Regions from separate parts of the Sus scrofa genome. Here regions 1, 2 and 3 are each linked to region 4. A link is a contact called in public HiChIP or PLAC-seq data. All regions are on one chromosome and are shown on one strand. The core of a region is the stretch at or near the end of the contact, and the rest is flanking DNA. Distances in the headings are between cores, read along the strand shown. Region 1 overlaps NRP2 (neuropilin-2). Region 2 overlaps NRP2 (neuropilin-2). Region 3 holds the start of NRP2 (neuropilin-2). Region 4 overlaps PARD3B (partitioning defective 3 homolog B).

Region 1 (3,586 bases), core at 408-2,907, 860 kb before region 4:
GGGTGTTCTGTTTAAGACACAGGCATGTGACACACACATACAAACACATACATACACACACACACACACACACACACACAATGAACGACACCCATCTAAAATGGTTTGAAAAAAATCTGGATTAAGGAAGTGAGCTTCTGCCCCATGGAAAATACCTATCTGTGCACAGCCCCTGGGGTGGTGGCTGACGTGCCTCTGGCCCAGCCCTGCTTGCTTTGGAATAGGCCTTCTCTTTGCAGCCTTCTCTGAGTCAGATGGGCCTTTTTTGAACCAAGGCTAACCCGACCTGGGGGCCCACCTATTACAAGATAATCAGAAGCACAATGGCTGAAATCATGGCAAAGCCACACAGCTCAGGAGGTGTGACCCCTGATATTATTGTTCGTGTTTGCACAAAACTGGATGGGAAAGAATATGGGCTCAAAGGGACTCAGACTCCATTTGGTGGAAATAATTTGGGGCTGTGCCTTTAGGTCAGGGTGTGGCAAATTCACACGCTCCTAGGATGCAGATGGCTGCTCTAAGTGGGGATGGCCCACTGGGGGTTGGGAGAGTTAAGGGTGGAAGAGAAGGTGGCGGTGAGACCCGGCACACCTGGTTTCCAGGAGGCCATTGCCTTGAGCACCTGAAGAGCACCTGAAGGGGGGTGGCCCAGTGTGGCCAGATCGTGCAAAAAGACTTTTTTCTCCATATAAAGAAAAAAAGAAAAAAAATCCCCATGGAAAATCTCCAGACCTATCAATGTTGGCAACTTATTCAAAATACTGCAAGCAGCAGGCACCCAAACCTGGCCGGATCAAACCTGGCCGCAGGCAGTCAGCTCTGACCTCGACTCTAGGTGATTCATGTATCCATCCATTCACTGGCTTATTTGCTCACGCTAATCATTCATTCTGCAACTATTCAAGAAATGAATGACACCGTGAGTCAGGCTTGGGTGGGACCAAGAGGAGTTCTGGTAACCCGCCTTGAGGTCCCCGTGTTGTGGGGTGCGGTCTTCCTCCCAAAGCCGCCCTCCAAGGAGACTCCCAGAATCAGCGGGTGCACGGTTCCTCCCATTTCTATACCTGTCCCTTTGCACCACTGTATGTGATTAGGAGCCTTTGTCAGGCACCCTTCAGGATCCCATTTAATAAAGCCGGGAGCCGAAGGAAATCGCTAAATACGCTGAATAGCTTTTTCACGGTCGACTTCCCATCTTTCTGCTGTTAAATACTATGCACATAACCTTTCATACTTCCTTTCGCCGTCTCTGCCTCTCGCTTACAGTAAATAGCAAATAACCTCGAAGCGTCCTAATTTGTAAGTTCAAATTTGTCACTGTGTCACAGAATCTCAAACTCCATTGTAAAGCAAACTATGGGCAGCAAGGCAAGAAGTAATCATTGGGAACACAAACAAGCCAACAGGTGAAGCAGCCCTGTCCAATTATTTAAGCTGCTGCAACTCAAGCCGGCCCATTATTTTCCCCGTTTTCCTTTTGGGGAAGGAATGGAGACGGGAACAAAGATGAGTCGCACGAATAAATGGCAATTTCGAAAGCAGAGAGCCACAGGGCCTGGGAAAGCAGTTCCTGGAAATGTTAGGTAGCCGAGGGGCTGAGCTGGTTAAGTCCAGAGGCGTGGGGCGGGGGTGGGCGGGGCGACAGCGAGAGGGCGGGGCGTGTGAATGAAAGTGGGGAAACGGCAGCCAGCCTCCGTGTCCACTGTGTTTGTTCTGGACACTTAGAGGTAACTGCCCATCAAACTACAACACTCCCTGGCAATTGAAACCAGATGTCAGAGATTTCAAAGGGAAGGAGGCTGGGCGGAGGGTAACAAGCCCCCACTCTGATCTTCCAAGGAATGGCCAGGAGGACTTTGAAATGAGAAACCTGCTGCTGACCATCGCCTGTGTCACTGGGGCCAGCTTGGGGTGGGGGTGGGGCAATAAAAGGAAAAGGCCATTAGCAATTGTCCAGCAGGTCATTAAACAGGGCTGGCCTGGGAGAGGCCTGGCCGGGAGGGGTGGGCCATAGGAGGGAGGAGGGTGAGTCAGCCCCCAGCCAGCGGAACCGCTTCTGGCAAGTGGCTCAGTTTCCCCCTCTGTGAAAGAGGCATTGGCCCAGATGGGTGACTTTTTTCAAACTGTATGTCACCCTTGTTTAAGAGGTTGTAGATCAGTCTAATGGGTCGTGACTAGCGTTTTAAAGTAGACGCTATAACGTTTCAGAGCGTACTCACATGGTAAGGCTGAGGGCTGCTTCGGGAAACTTTTCTTTGAGTCACATTTACTTATTTTAACAAGTTTATTAGGTGCCAGGCAGCAGGCTTAAGACCTTTATAACAATTATTTTATTGAATCCTCATAACAACCCAGGGGTGTAGCTATACTAGGTTACCCCCATTCTTCAGTTGAGATTACTGAGATCGGCAGAGGCAGGACTTGAACTTGGCAATCTGTCTCCAGGGTCCAGGCATGTAATGATATCCCTATCCCATAAGCACACACCTGTGTGTGTGCTTGTGTGTGTGTGCGTGCACACGCATGCTTGTAAGTCAAGTGGGTTGGCGATGTAAATTTATTTTAAATTGCGGATGATGGTCAGAAATGTTTGAAGGCCACTGGCCTAGAAGCCCTTGGCTCCCCTGCATCTCTCACCTTTTGATTCTGGCCATAGAGGCCAGCTTGTGTCACTGCTGGAGGGCAGTTTTCAGCACCTGCCAGAGGACAGGTGATGCACATCCAGCAGGCTGCAGGGAGCTGTGGCCTCACTCCTACGTGATGGGGAATAAAGTGTCTTCCCACTAAAACGTGTTCACTGGGGCTTGCCTTCCATCCAAAGGTGAGAAAGGCTAATTTGGGCCCGACTCCCAGCCTGCGTGCCTTAACGGGACTCCTCCTCGGCGCCATCCTAACCGCTGCGCAGGCAGCACTTTCATCCCTGGGAGCCAAAAGCATTTCTCTGACATGCCCTTATTAATCCTTCACGGGGCCCTGCTGGGTGAGCTGCTGACAGGTACAGCACAGACAGGAAAATGGAGATACCCGGAGCCCTGGGTCCTGCCTGCTGCTCTTGCTGGCACTGGCTCGGCTCCCCCGAGCTCCGTTTGGCAGGCAGTGAGCGAGCTACGCTCTGGTTGAGTCTGTGCCAGCTCTGCCGGGGGAAGAGGGCCGGTGCCCAGAGGGGAGATGGGGCCTGACTTGAAAGGATGGGGTGCTTCCAGGGAAACAAGAAGGCCCAGTGGGGCTTGTCCTCATTCAGGAAACTCAGAGATGCTCCCAGGGCCTGGGCCGCTGGGTGGAGGTGGGATCAAGCAAGGCTCTGGCCGCACCGGCAAGAAGTCAGGTTCCCAGCAGCTCCCCCGCAACAGGGTCCCTCCTGAGCAAATAAATGCCTTTTACAGATGTGGCTTCAAAATGAAAATGAAGTCTCTTAGCCACTGACATCTGGAGGCCAGATTCAGACATAAACCGATTACTTTATTATCATGAGCCTTTTTTTTTCCCTCCCCTAAATCAACAGCCACAGCCCTCTGGCCTGACGAGTCAGGGTCTAATTGAATTTGGGTGGGTGGTGTGTGGTTACAGCTTGTTTTTGAGAGAC
Region 2 (3,314 bases), core at 195-2,694, 880 kb before region 4:
GAAAAGTCAGCGTAAAAGAATCTCTTCTCCCCTTAGAGAAACTGACGTTGGCAGCTGTTTAGATAAATGGTAAACTTGGGGGAGGAAGGGGGCGTGTCAGGCTTCTGGGATGGGAGAACCTCACACAAGATGCCTCGCTGGTGGTTGTGTCCCCTTAGGCAAGCAGCGGGAGCCGGGCAGTGAGTGGTTCACACACATTGCACCCCCATGCTTCCCAGCTCAGCAACAGCTAGCCCTAATCTGGCAGCTGGGGACCCTGGGGGAGGGGGTCAGGGAGCGGGAATCACACCCCGCAGCTGCCTATCTGGAGCCCTGGCAGAATTTAGGAATACGTCTCTGCCTTTCATCAGAGGATTACTGCAAGGATGCCATGCAACCCTCGCTGTGTCTCGGGAGTGCTTCTAGCAGAGAGAGCCAGAGGAGGAAGAGAAGCCAAAGAGAGAGGGCATTCGAGGCCAACCCCAGGTCCAGTGCCCTGGGATGGGGGTCATTACACCGAGGGGCAAAGCCTCGGGGAAGCAGCTGCTTTGACAGCTTGATGGAAATGAGGGTGGGGATGGAAGGAGAGATGGGGTTGGGAAACGGCAGGGATGGGTCCGTTGATACCAAATAAACAGAACTCCAAACCCGATGCCGAGGGTCAAACCCTGGCCAGCTCTGTCATTTCCCCAAAATGGGTCCCCTCTCCATCCAGGAGACCGCCTGTGCTGTCCACTTCCGCCTGGTTTTACCTGGAAGAGAACTTCAGAGGACTATGGAAGTGAAGCCCAAGAGATGAAGCCCTAGGACCTAGTCTGAGACACAAAACCCACGTTTACAGCTGTGAGTAGGAGCTAGTGATGTTCCTTTTAGCATCTGTCAGTGGTGGACATGGCACTTCTGAATCCTTCAGTCTCACTACTGCTCACGCCTGGGATTTTGCCAGGTCTCTGACAGGTAGGGGAGCAGACTCTGCTTCTCTCCTCCTGCTTTGTTCAAAGCCCACAGCCTCTCATAAGAGCAAGAACTCCTTCTTCCCCTGAGACCGGCTAAACATCATCACCTGATTGACAATCATGGTACTCTGATTATGGGCTTTCTATATGTTTCCTGGCTTCCTTATTATTCTTTTTACTTTTATTGAGAAATGAAAGTATTGGTTAAAAAAAAAATAGTCCACCCCCTTAATGACACCGCTTGGTGGGTCTATCCCTCCCCCAACCCTTTACACACATTTTTTCATTTGTTCAAGCTCAAGTTCTAGAAAAAGATACATGACGGCACTGTGTCTACAGCCAGGGCTTAAAAAAAAAGAAAGAAAGAAAGGAAAAAGAAAAGCACACCCAGATTACATTGTTTAGAACAACGGCAAAGTCTTTTTAAACATCACATGACCACACAGCTTATTCATTCTCTCTCCTCCTTGTCCCTTCTCTACACAGCTCTCTTCTTCGCCGTGGCTTGTTTCTCATCACTCCTGACTCATACCCCAGTACACAATCAAAGTATCCCCACCAAGCAGAAACCACAAGGGGATTTGAATAAAAAGAAAATGTCTCATGGCAAGAAACGAGTAAAAGGCAGAAAACGAAAGGCACTTCAAAATAGAAAAGATCAGGATTATTTAATAAGACCCGGTCCAGAGGCCACTTTTATTGCATTTCCTTGAAGATTTATCTAGTACACACTGGCCTCTTCTGAAGAATAAGATTGCTTCTGTCTCATGATTAATTTACAATGAAAAAGAAAAACAACCCACATTAAAAAAAAAAAAATCCCAAAATACAAAACCAAACCATTCTAACAATGCATGTGCCTGTTGTTAATCGTGTTTCACCATTAACTCTGCATATCCTGCTTGCCCAAACCTGATTTCTCTGTTTCTCTCTCTCTCTCTTTTTTTTTTTTTTTTTTGCGTGAAAAGCCCTATTTAATCCCCAAGGCATCCACGCTCCCCCCAAGAGAGGGCTGCCGCTGCCAGGGGCGGTCACTAGATGAGATAAAGCCAAGGGTCCTCGCTCCTCTCCCAAATGGAAGGCTTCGCTCAAGTCAAAACACAAGGGTGCGCGCTCAAGTCAGAGGGGCCTCAGCCTGATAGAAGCCTCCTCCCCGGGTTCATCTGGCTGCCAAGTCAGAGTTTCATGTCACACTTGCCCGTGTGATCACCACGGGCCACTCTCCATTCCCATCCTGCTCTCCACTCCTCGGCCAAGTCTCTGCTCCCCATGACTTGGTTTCCTCCTTCCAAAGATGCTCGTTATTTCCCAAGACAACAGCCATGGGCCAATCCATGCCACTGTGTACTGCCTTTGCTTAACCCCCAAACCAGCCCGTTGGGAGTGCACTGGAAATTCTTACCTTCAAGTCCCTAAGCCCTGTGTTTATTTTGGCTAAGTGAGCACTGCGGCTCTGAGGATATTTCATTTATATATTTTTTGCAAGAGAATATGACTGGCCTGTGAAGCTTCACGGTAAACACAGCCTCCAGGATAGCACATGTGCCCTGGTTTGTTTATTCTCTTACAGAAGTAAAGTGCTTAGCCACCTCACTTGTCCATCATGGACCCAGACGTGCGTGCTCACGCAGCATAGTGTCTGCAGCGGTGGCTGTCAGCCTCTAACCAGCCTTTCCTGCGAGCTTTGAGTCTCAACAATCAGTAAAAGTCACGTGAAACCACATAAGCAGGTCTCACTTTCCCAGCATCAACATTACCTTGGGTCCTGAAGGTTAGAACTTGAATTTCAACTGTAATCCAAGCCGTTCGCTTTTGATCTTAGCCTTCCTTTCAATACTTTAGACTTGCATTAACATAAATCTCACACCCAAAGAGCACCAACACAGGCACATGAAGACTCTTAATACTTTCAAAGGTGCAATGGGGAGAGGGGGTGGGGTCCAGGGAGGCGGGTGGCAGGGTGGGTGGCAGTGAGAAAGAAAGATATTCTGTGTAGGTCTGTCATTCCCCATTCCTCCTCCTCATCTACAGACTTAGAGCTGTGGGTGATGAGTGGCAAATTGGACGAGATGATTTGGAGTCAGGGAGCGCACGCAGCTAGGTGGCAAACCAGGAATTCATCTCTTTCTAGGCAGGAGCTGGACAGATTAATGAGGGTGAAGACAACGAGTCTAGACTTCAGATATAAAAATGACTTTCCTTATCTCTGAAATGCTGCCACCTGGGGCGTTAAGGCCAGCCAATACAAACAGGGCACAGTAACCCTCACGATTGTTTGCATAAAATAGGTTCTGTCATTAGGTGAGGGTGAGTGTCTCTGAGTGTGCCCAGGCCAACTCCAGTGAAGCACTTATAGAGGGGCGTCTTTTTTCTTTTTAG
Region 3 (3,420 bases), core at 221-2,720, 790 kb before region 4:
GCTCAATGAGTGTAGCTAAGTGGAGAGAATGCAAATGATTTATATTTTGCTGGCTAGGTTGAAGAAACTCATGGGAGATGTGTTCTGCTTCAAGACGGGAAAAAAAATTCCCCAAAACTGTAATGCAAAGGCTTTGTAGTATTTTTAAACCTTTGATTCAGTCCATATGTGACATCTGAACACCGCCAAATTCTGTCTATGTTTCAAAACACACACACACACACACACTCACACTCACACACTCCTAGCAGGAGAGAAAAGTTGAGTTTTAGCCGTGGTGGTGCTGGTGGTGGTGCTGCTGCTGGTGGTGGTGTAGGGAGGGATCTCTCTCTAAATAATTCAGTATCGAGCATCCTCCTTCTATGCTATTGCGTGTGGCCCCCTGCATTAGCAGTTGCTTTTAAAGGTAAAGGCATGCTGAAATAGATTGGGGAAAAAAAAAAAAAAACCGTTCAGGGGCTTACCTGGTTGGCCTGTCACTTGGAGTCCTGAAAAGTAGAGAGCTAAGAAAATCCAGGTGAGAGGAAACATATCCATGTTGGAGAAGGAGGCTTTCTCCAGAGCTGTTTTGGTAGCTTTCTTGCACAATTAGAAGTCTTTTGTGTTTTTCTCTCTCTTGTGTTCTTCCTTGCAGTGTCCTCTGCAAAGGTTTCTACTGGTCAGTGTTTCCCTCCTGGCTCTTGGCGGCCGGTCTTCACCTTTCTTCTTGCTGGGTCCCCACCTCACCAGGAGGAAGGAGGGTCGCTCCTGAAGTCAGCAAAGAGGGAGCAAGCCAAGAAGAGAGGACGCGTTTCCTCTCCTAAAAACAAAACGCATCTATGTCCTCTCCAGTTCCTCAAAGTATCATTTCCTTTATCCTACAACATCACGAATATTTCCCGTAAGCCAAGGGTAAAACAAGACAAAAATAATAAAAATAAAAGCCAAGACTTGCCTTGGGCATCACACGGCCCCCAGGCAGCTGTGCGATCTCAGAGGCGTAAACTGACACACATCCCCCGGCACCCGGGACCGACACGCGGGCGGAGGCACCGACCGCCGGACGGCCCGAGTGGGAGGCGGCCGCCCAGTTCTTGCCCTCGTTGCGTTCCCCTAGCGGGAGCCTTCCCTAACGGCTACACCCGCTCGGCCAGCCTCACGAGGGGAGTCTGAGGAAGGAAGCTGCGGCGGCGGCGGCGGCTGCTGTTGCTGCTGCTGGTGCGGCGGCGGCTGGGATCGCCTGGGAGTGAGCGAGCCCCTCTCCGAGTTCGCTCGCGCCCGCCCTCACCTCCACCTCGCCCAGCGCCTTGCCCAGTGTCTGCGCGTCTGAGGATGTGCTGGGGGCGGGCTGCGGGCTGGTGCCTCGCTCGCGTTCTCTGCTTCCCCTCCGGCTCCCCCCTGCCTTTTCAGGCCGAGCAGCATGTGGATGTCAGAGCCGCGGCAGAGCTATCCGATTACGCGCCGGCTCAGGGCCCGCCCCTTCTGTGTTCCTGATTAAAGAGGCAGCCGCGGAGACGCGCGGCGCAGAGCCGAGAGCCGCGGCACCCAGCTCGGGCGGGGCGGCGGCGGCGGCTTCCCCCCACCCCCTCCGCGGCCGGATCAAAGTTAAGGCAGCTCCCACCCTACGGCCCCTTGGCCACCTGGCACCTCCCGCCCACCCCGGGCACCACTGTGCCTGGCTGCGCAGCGCCGCCCGTGCGTAAAGCTGCAGAGAAGGAGCGCCCCCGGGTACCGCCAGGGCGCACTGCCCTTGGCGGCTTCGCCCCCGCCCGAGGGAGACTCCGCGGGAAACGGAGGAAATTCTTTTTCTCCCCCGATTCCCTGACTCCGGTGCCACACACGTAGAATCCAACACAGTGCCACGCGCAATGGCGTTGCCAGAGGAGTTGGGTGGCGAACGGTGTTTGAAGTAGGGAGAGAGCCAGGCGGCAGCTCAGCCATGCGTTCGCACAGGCAGCAGTGCGTGGCGGCGACACATACGGTCAGCCCCGGCTGAATAAAACCCCAAACACAACCTGCGTTTTACTACTCGGTGCCTTCCTGGTGTCCCAGACATACTGCTTTCTTTTCTGGGGGAAGATTGAGTTTTCCCTGGGCTCCTAACTTGTAACCATCAAAAGAAGGGGAAAGACTTTCTTCAAAGAAAATTTGCAGGTAATTACATTGGATTCCCCCAACCCTCCAGAAAAGTCCAGGCACACGAAGGCTTCTCAAACTGCTACTGTAACTACTTCTAATCACATTTTCCCCATGGAAATGTGGTCACCACGCCGAGAGAAACAAAACAGCATTATGCCAACTATTTTTAAATGGAGGCGTGAAAACTGTTTAGAGGGAGCTGCGAGCTAACAGTTGGGAAAACACTTGTATCTTTGTTTCTGAGGATGGCTTTGTGGGTTCCAAACTGTCTTGCTTCACTAGGCACCTATTATTGCATTGTCATAAAGACTCTTACAGGAACAGTCTAAATAACACTCTGCGTATACCTTTTCTGCCACTCGGCAGATTAAGAAAAATAAAGTTTCAGTGACAAGAAACACACACATCTGACTATCCCATTTATTTCTCTGCTTGTACTTGTGGATTCTTCTGGGTGGTTTTCCTCCTTATCTGGACTTGCCATTAGCTTTGTTTATCACTTTTAGTGTTTGAAAAATCTGTAACTCCCACTTAACTGTTATTTACACTGAGATAACCAAAACAAAATTGAATCAGAAGTGATTTGCAAATAGTTGAGCCAAGCCATGGAAGGATTTTACAGTGCCGTGTAAATCCACAGGCTGCCTATCGCACTGTTAATCTTAGATGCCTGGTTTGAAAGGGCATTTAACCGAGGCCTGGAGAGTTCTTCCAGTGAGCATATCCCCTGGCTGGTCTAAAGATTACCTTCCATTTCTTTCTTTCTTTCTTTCTTTCTTTCTTTCTTTCTTTCTTTCTTTCTTTCTTTCTTTCTTTCTTTCTTTCTTTCTTTTCTCTCTCTCTCCACCCCTTTTTTTCCTCCTTCCTTCCTGGACTTGAAAGCACATCCACATTGTTAAAAAATTTCTTCTCTACTTTTTTCCTGTTTAAATGTCAATTGCGGAGTTCCCATCATGGCTCAGCGGTTAAGGAACCGGACTGGTACCCATGAGGACACGGGTTGGATCCCTGGCCTTGATCACTGGGTAAAGGATCAGGCATTGCCGTGAGCTGTGGTGTAGGTCACAGACGTGGCTCAGATCCTGAGTTGCTGTGGCTGTGGCATAGGCCTGTGGCTATAGCTCCGATTGGACCCCTAGTCTGGGACCCTCCATATGCCTCGGGTGTGGATCTAAAAAAGACAGAAACAACAACAGCAACAAAAATGCCATTTGTAAAGAAGGACCTCCTACTCCCCAAATTTTAATGGTGTAAAGAGACAGCCTGGATTTTGAGCCTTAATTGAAGAGCTCAGCTTCTATA
Region 4 (3,460 bases), core at 728-3,227:
GGTGGAAAAGCTACAAATGAAAAATTGTAGCAGCCCCAGTGAAATCATTAGGAACTAAATGCCTATTTGTTACAGGTGGCTTCAGAGGCACCAGAAAACAAATGGGATACATGTGGTAACGACTATAACCCCAAAAGTAATTCAGTGACACAATTATACACACCTTTTGCTGATAAAACTCTATACGTCCATACATTGTTAGCCAAACCTGACTCCCCAACACGTGATTAAGCATGCTAAACATGGCTGAAAGACACTTTCAGTTGACAAACAAGAACCACTACTAAGTCCTAAAATGTACAACTACAATTTTACTTCATAATATGAAGCCAGGAAATGGAGTCATCAGTGAAGATTTTTTAAAAAACTTATGAAAAGGAAATTGGATTACACATTGTATAAATAAAATCTTGAAGAGGTATATTTTCAGTGCTAAAAACAGAACTGTGGGTCCCAATATTCAGTCAGCATAGCTGGTTTAGCTGATCTCTAAAGGGCTTTTCCATATGAAATTACTATGTTCAAATCACACCAGAGGGAACATACTTTATGAAACTTAATAACAACAACTCTTTGCTTTCCTTGCAGTTGACAATTGAATATCTTTTGTCAGTCTCCATTCTGCCAAAACGTTTTCTGTATACAAGCTGGCAACGTTGGAGAAGTTGTCTTCTTCTTTCTTTCCAACTCTTCGCGTTGGTAGCCAAAAGTGTCTTTGTTGCTCAAATAGTCCACACCATCTGCCAGCAGTTTCTCCATCCTGTGGTACCATCTGCCAGCCTCTCTGCTTCCGAGTCCAGGCCATGTTGCCGGCATGCTTTTCAAATGGCTCTTTCACCAGAAGAGAAAGAAAGAGCACACCAGCACCTTTCGATTTTAACCACTCTTGGTAATCATCCCAGAACTGTTCCCTCACCCACTGGTTCTTAAGAGGACACAAAGCTCAATAATTTGAATGAAAACAGTTTCCTTTGACTTTTTTCCCCTTCCCTGTTGGAATAAAGAATTAGGCAGCTATAGTACATTAATAGAATCAGTCATTACTACAGCAAATTTTTATGGCTATGTTCCCTTTTTGTTTTTATAAGGTATTCTTAATTATAAAGACTTATTCTTTGGATAAAGAAGCAAAGAGGGGAAAACAATCTTTATTCCTAGAGTTAATCCTGATTATTTTGAAAGCAACTTCTGGTAGAAATTAATAATTCAGTTGAGTGTTATTAACAGTATAATGTTAACTTTATGCTGCACTGCACTGTTCTTCACTCTAATCTACTTAAAATTCCTGACTTTAAAGTAGAAACAACAAAAGCTGCATAGCAGTCTCTTAACGAGGTTAAGCCTAAAGAGTTCCATTAATATCCTCCCTAAGGCCACCAGGAAATTCCTTACAGCAAGTGGGTTTCAGGCTTTGCTGTGGATTACACTCAAGAGGTTTTCTTTCTAGATTTGTTACTGCTGGAAATTTATCTAATGTCTCCATTACTGTCCTGCCTGTAGAGGGAGGCCCTATTCATTCCCAATCACTCAATGGAATCCCAGGATAACTCAACTACCATAAAATTTGGAAGCCTTGACTATGCCAGTACCAAAATTAAGTTAGCATTTAAGTGAATGTCAAGAATCAGGTTCACTTGTAAGAAATGATACCATTCTATCCAAATGTCAGAAGAAATATACATATTTTAAGCCACGGTGTCTGAGGTTTCCCAGTCTTTACAAACAAATGGTAATAATGTTCTCTGTAGGCAGGTCTGATCTTTACAAATGGTGGAGGGTACTCTGATTGAATTAACTTTCACAGTAAAAAAAAAAAAAAAAAAAAAAAAAAAAATTAGCTTTGTAAACCACAGACCTTGATGTTGGGGCTTACGGCTAGTCTCATCAGTTTCTTAAATCATACCATGTTTTCTATGCCCAAATGTGTGTACTAAAAAACTTCTCATTTTGATTGCCAAAATTTCTGCTCATAGTGGAACTGTAACTATTACTTACAGCCTCATGATTATGAGTATTACTAGGTTAATTTCCCCAATAGCTATCATTGTTCATAATCTAACTATTTTAGGAAAAAGAAAAAAGGGAAGTGGACCTTACTTCCTTAATTTTAAGTTTCAGAAATACTTTTTGCCCTGAAGTATACCATTTTTAACAAAATTCTTTAAAAATATTATTTACTTCAGATTTAAGATTTTACATTCTAACTTCATTGAAATTTTGGAATGGAAAAAGTCCTTAAATATTTGGTTTCCTCAAAAACTCAGACAAAACCATGTACACTATTGAAAACAAGGGAATGATACTTGATTTTGTGAAAGTTAAAGCCATAAATGTTCTGAAACAAAAAATTGTTTATAAAAATTCTAGTTCAGATCAAAATAATTGCATTTTCAATCAAGGAGACTTGAAGTGATTTTATGGCATGATAAAAACTAAGAGGTTAATATGATGGCCTTAATAAATTATTTGATAAGATGGTTACATTTCTTCCATAAATTTAACATGTTTAATATAGTATTAGCTCTGTTCAGAAGTTAATAAGTAGTTAGGAGGTATGAGCACAGATGAACTCCACTGGGAGTTAGACTGAAAGACATATCCAAAAAACAAGTTTGAAAACAAACTCTCATCTCTTCAGATGTTTAAGGATCTTCTGCAGAGATATGTTTGCCTCACAGCTTCTCTTGTGGGGTGAAATCTCCGAAATAGAACAACTCTTGCAGGCACCAATGGTGTGAGAGTGTCTGATACAGTCTTCTTTCTCAGGAGTAGAAGTTATTTCCTTACAAAGAAGCTTTCCCTTAAAATGTTTGGTGCAAAGTCATGAACTAATAAAGTCATGCCTTCATAAAGTTTGTCAATGACATTAACTGAAGAAAGTTGGGGGGGGGGAAGCTATCAAGAGTTCCCAGAGTATCAGTCTGTAGCATTGGGATAATGATGCAAAATTAGACAACATTTTTTGTTGTTGTTGTTTTGTTTTCCTGTGGCATATGGAAGTTCCTAGGCTAGGAGTCGAATCAGAGCTGTAGCTGCTGGCCTACACCACAACTTCATAGCAACATGGGATCCAAGCCATGTCTGTGACCTACACCACAGCTCATGCCAAGGCTGGATCCTTAACCCACTGAGTAAGGCCAGGGATCAAACCTGCAACCTCATAGATGCTAGTCAGATTGGCTTCCACTGAGCCATGATGAGAACTCCAAAACTAGATAACATTTTGAGTTTTGCTGGCTCTTTAGCAACTACTAATGAGTGGGAAACTCTTTTAAAATTTTCAAGGGGGTGGGGAGGGAGAACAGGTTCAATGAATATATTCTAATTATATCATCATGGATATCAGGCAGCTGTATATCCATTTGTCCAACCTGAAATCTTAGAAGTCTACATATATTTATAATAAAGAAAATAATATTCCTCTTTTTCTAATATTCATCTTTTTAAGTAGAAGGATAGA

What was found. HiChIP or PLAC-seq counts read pairs in DNA pulled down with a chosen protein or histone mark.
Region 1: a contact with region 4 is called in an H3K27ac HiChIP or PLAC-seq map of alveolar macrophages. The contact joins two enhancer-like sites. A contact is called at or near these places in 1 of 47 Hi-C or Micro-C datasets (heart right ventricle) and 1 of 2 datasets of contacts at active chromatin or transcription factors (alveolar macrophages).
Region 2: an H3K27ac HiChIP or PLAC-seq map of alveolar macrophages shows a contact between it and region 4. The contact joins two enhancer-like sites. A contact is called at or near these places in 3 of 47 Hi-C or Micro-C datasets (embryonic fibroblasts, fetal skeletal muscle and heart right ventricle) and 1 of 2 datasets of contacts at active chromatin or transcription factors (alveolar macrophages).
Region 3: a contact with region 4 is called in an H3K27ac HiChIP or PLAC-seq map of alveolar macrophages, with 12 times the contacts expected there. The contact joins the promoter of NRP2 here to the enhancer-like site in region 4. A contact is called at or near these places in 2 of 5 promoter capture datasets (fetal skeletal muscle and liver), 20 of 47 Hi-C or Micro-C datasets (adipocytes, alveolar macrophages, brain and 12 more) and 2 of 2 datasets of contacts at active chromatin or transcription factors (alveolar macrophages and skeletal muscle).

What each region holds. Positions count from the first base shown.
Region 1 is chr15:109,038,517-109,042,102 of Sscrofa11.1, reverse strand. The region is part of intron 10 of NRP2 (neuropilin-2); the gene reads right to left. Among named protein-coding and RNA genes, the nearest start is that of NRP2, 66 kb to the right of the region's middle. Within about 2 kb of position 1,657, at least 13 of the 83 cell types and tissues checked have an H3K27ac peak or open chromatin away from gene starts, as enhancers often do. A contact at or near this core is called in alveolar macrophages, where this site is marked.
Region 2 is chr15:109,062,426-109,065,739 of Sscrofa11.1, reverse strand. All of the region lies in intron 15 of NRP2 (neuropilin-2), which reads right to left. Among named protein-coding and RNA genes, the nearest start is that of NRP2, 89 kb to the right of the region's middle. Within about 2 kb of position 1,444, at least 12 of the 83 cell types and tissues checked have an H3K27ac peak or open chromatin away from gene starts, as enhancers often do. A contact at or near this core is called in alveolar macrophages, where this site is marked.
Region 3 is chr15:108,972,753-108,976,172 of Sscrofa11.1, reverse strand. It overlaps NRP2 (neuropilin-2), which reads right to left and starts at 1,470. Exons shown (of 17, transcript XM_021076240.1): 1 at 465-1,470. The coding sequence starts at 537.
Region 4 is chr15:108,181,813-108,185,272 of Sscrofa11.1, reverse strand. All of the region lies in intron 2 of PARD3B (partitioning defective 3 homolog B), which reads right to left. Among named protein-coding and RNA genes, the nearest start is that of PARD3B, 300 kb to the right of the region's middle. Within about 2 kb of position 1,977, at least 3 of the 83 cell types and tissues checked have an H3K27ac peak or open chromatin away from gene starts, as enhancers often do. A contact at or near this core is called in alveolar macrophages, where this site is marked.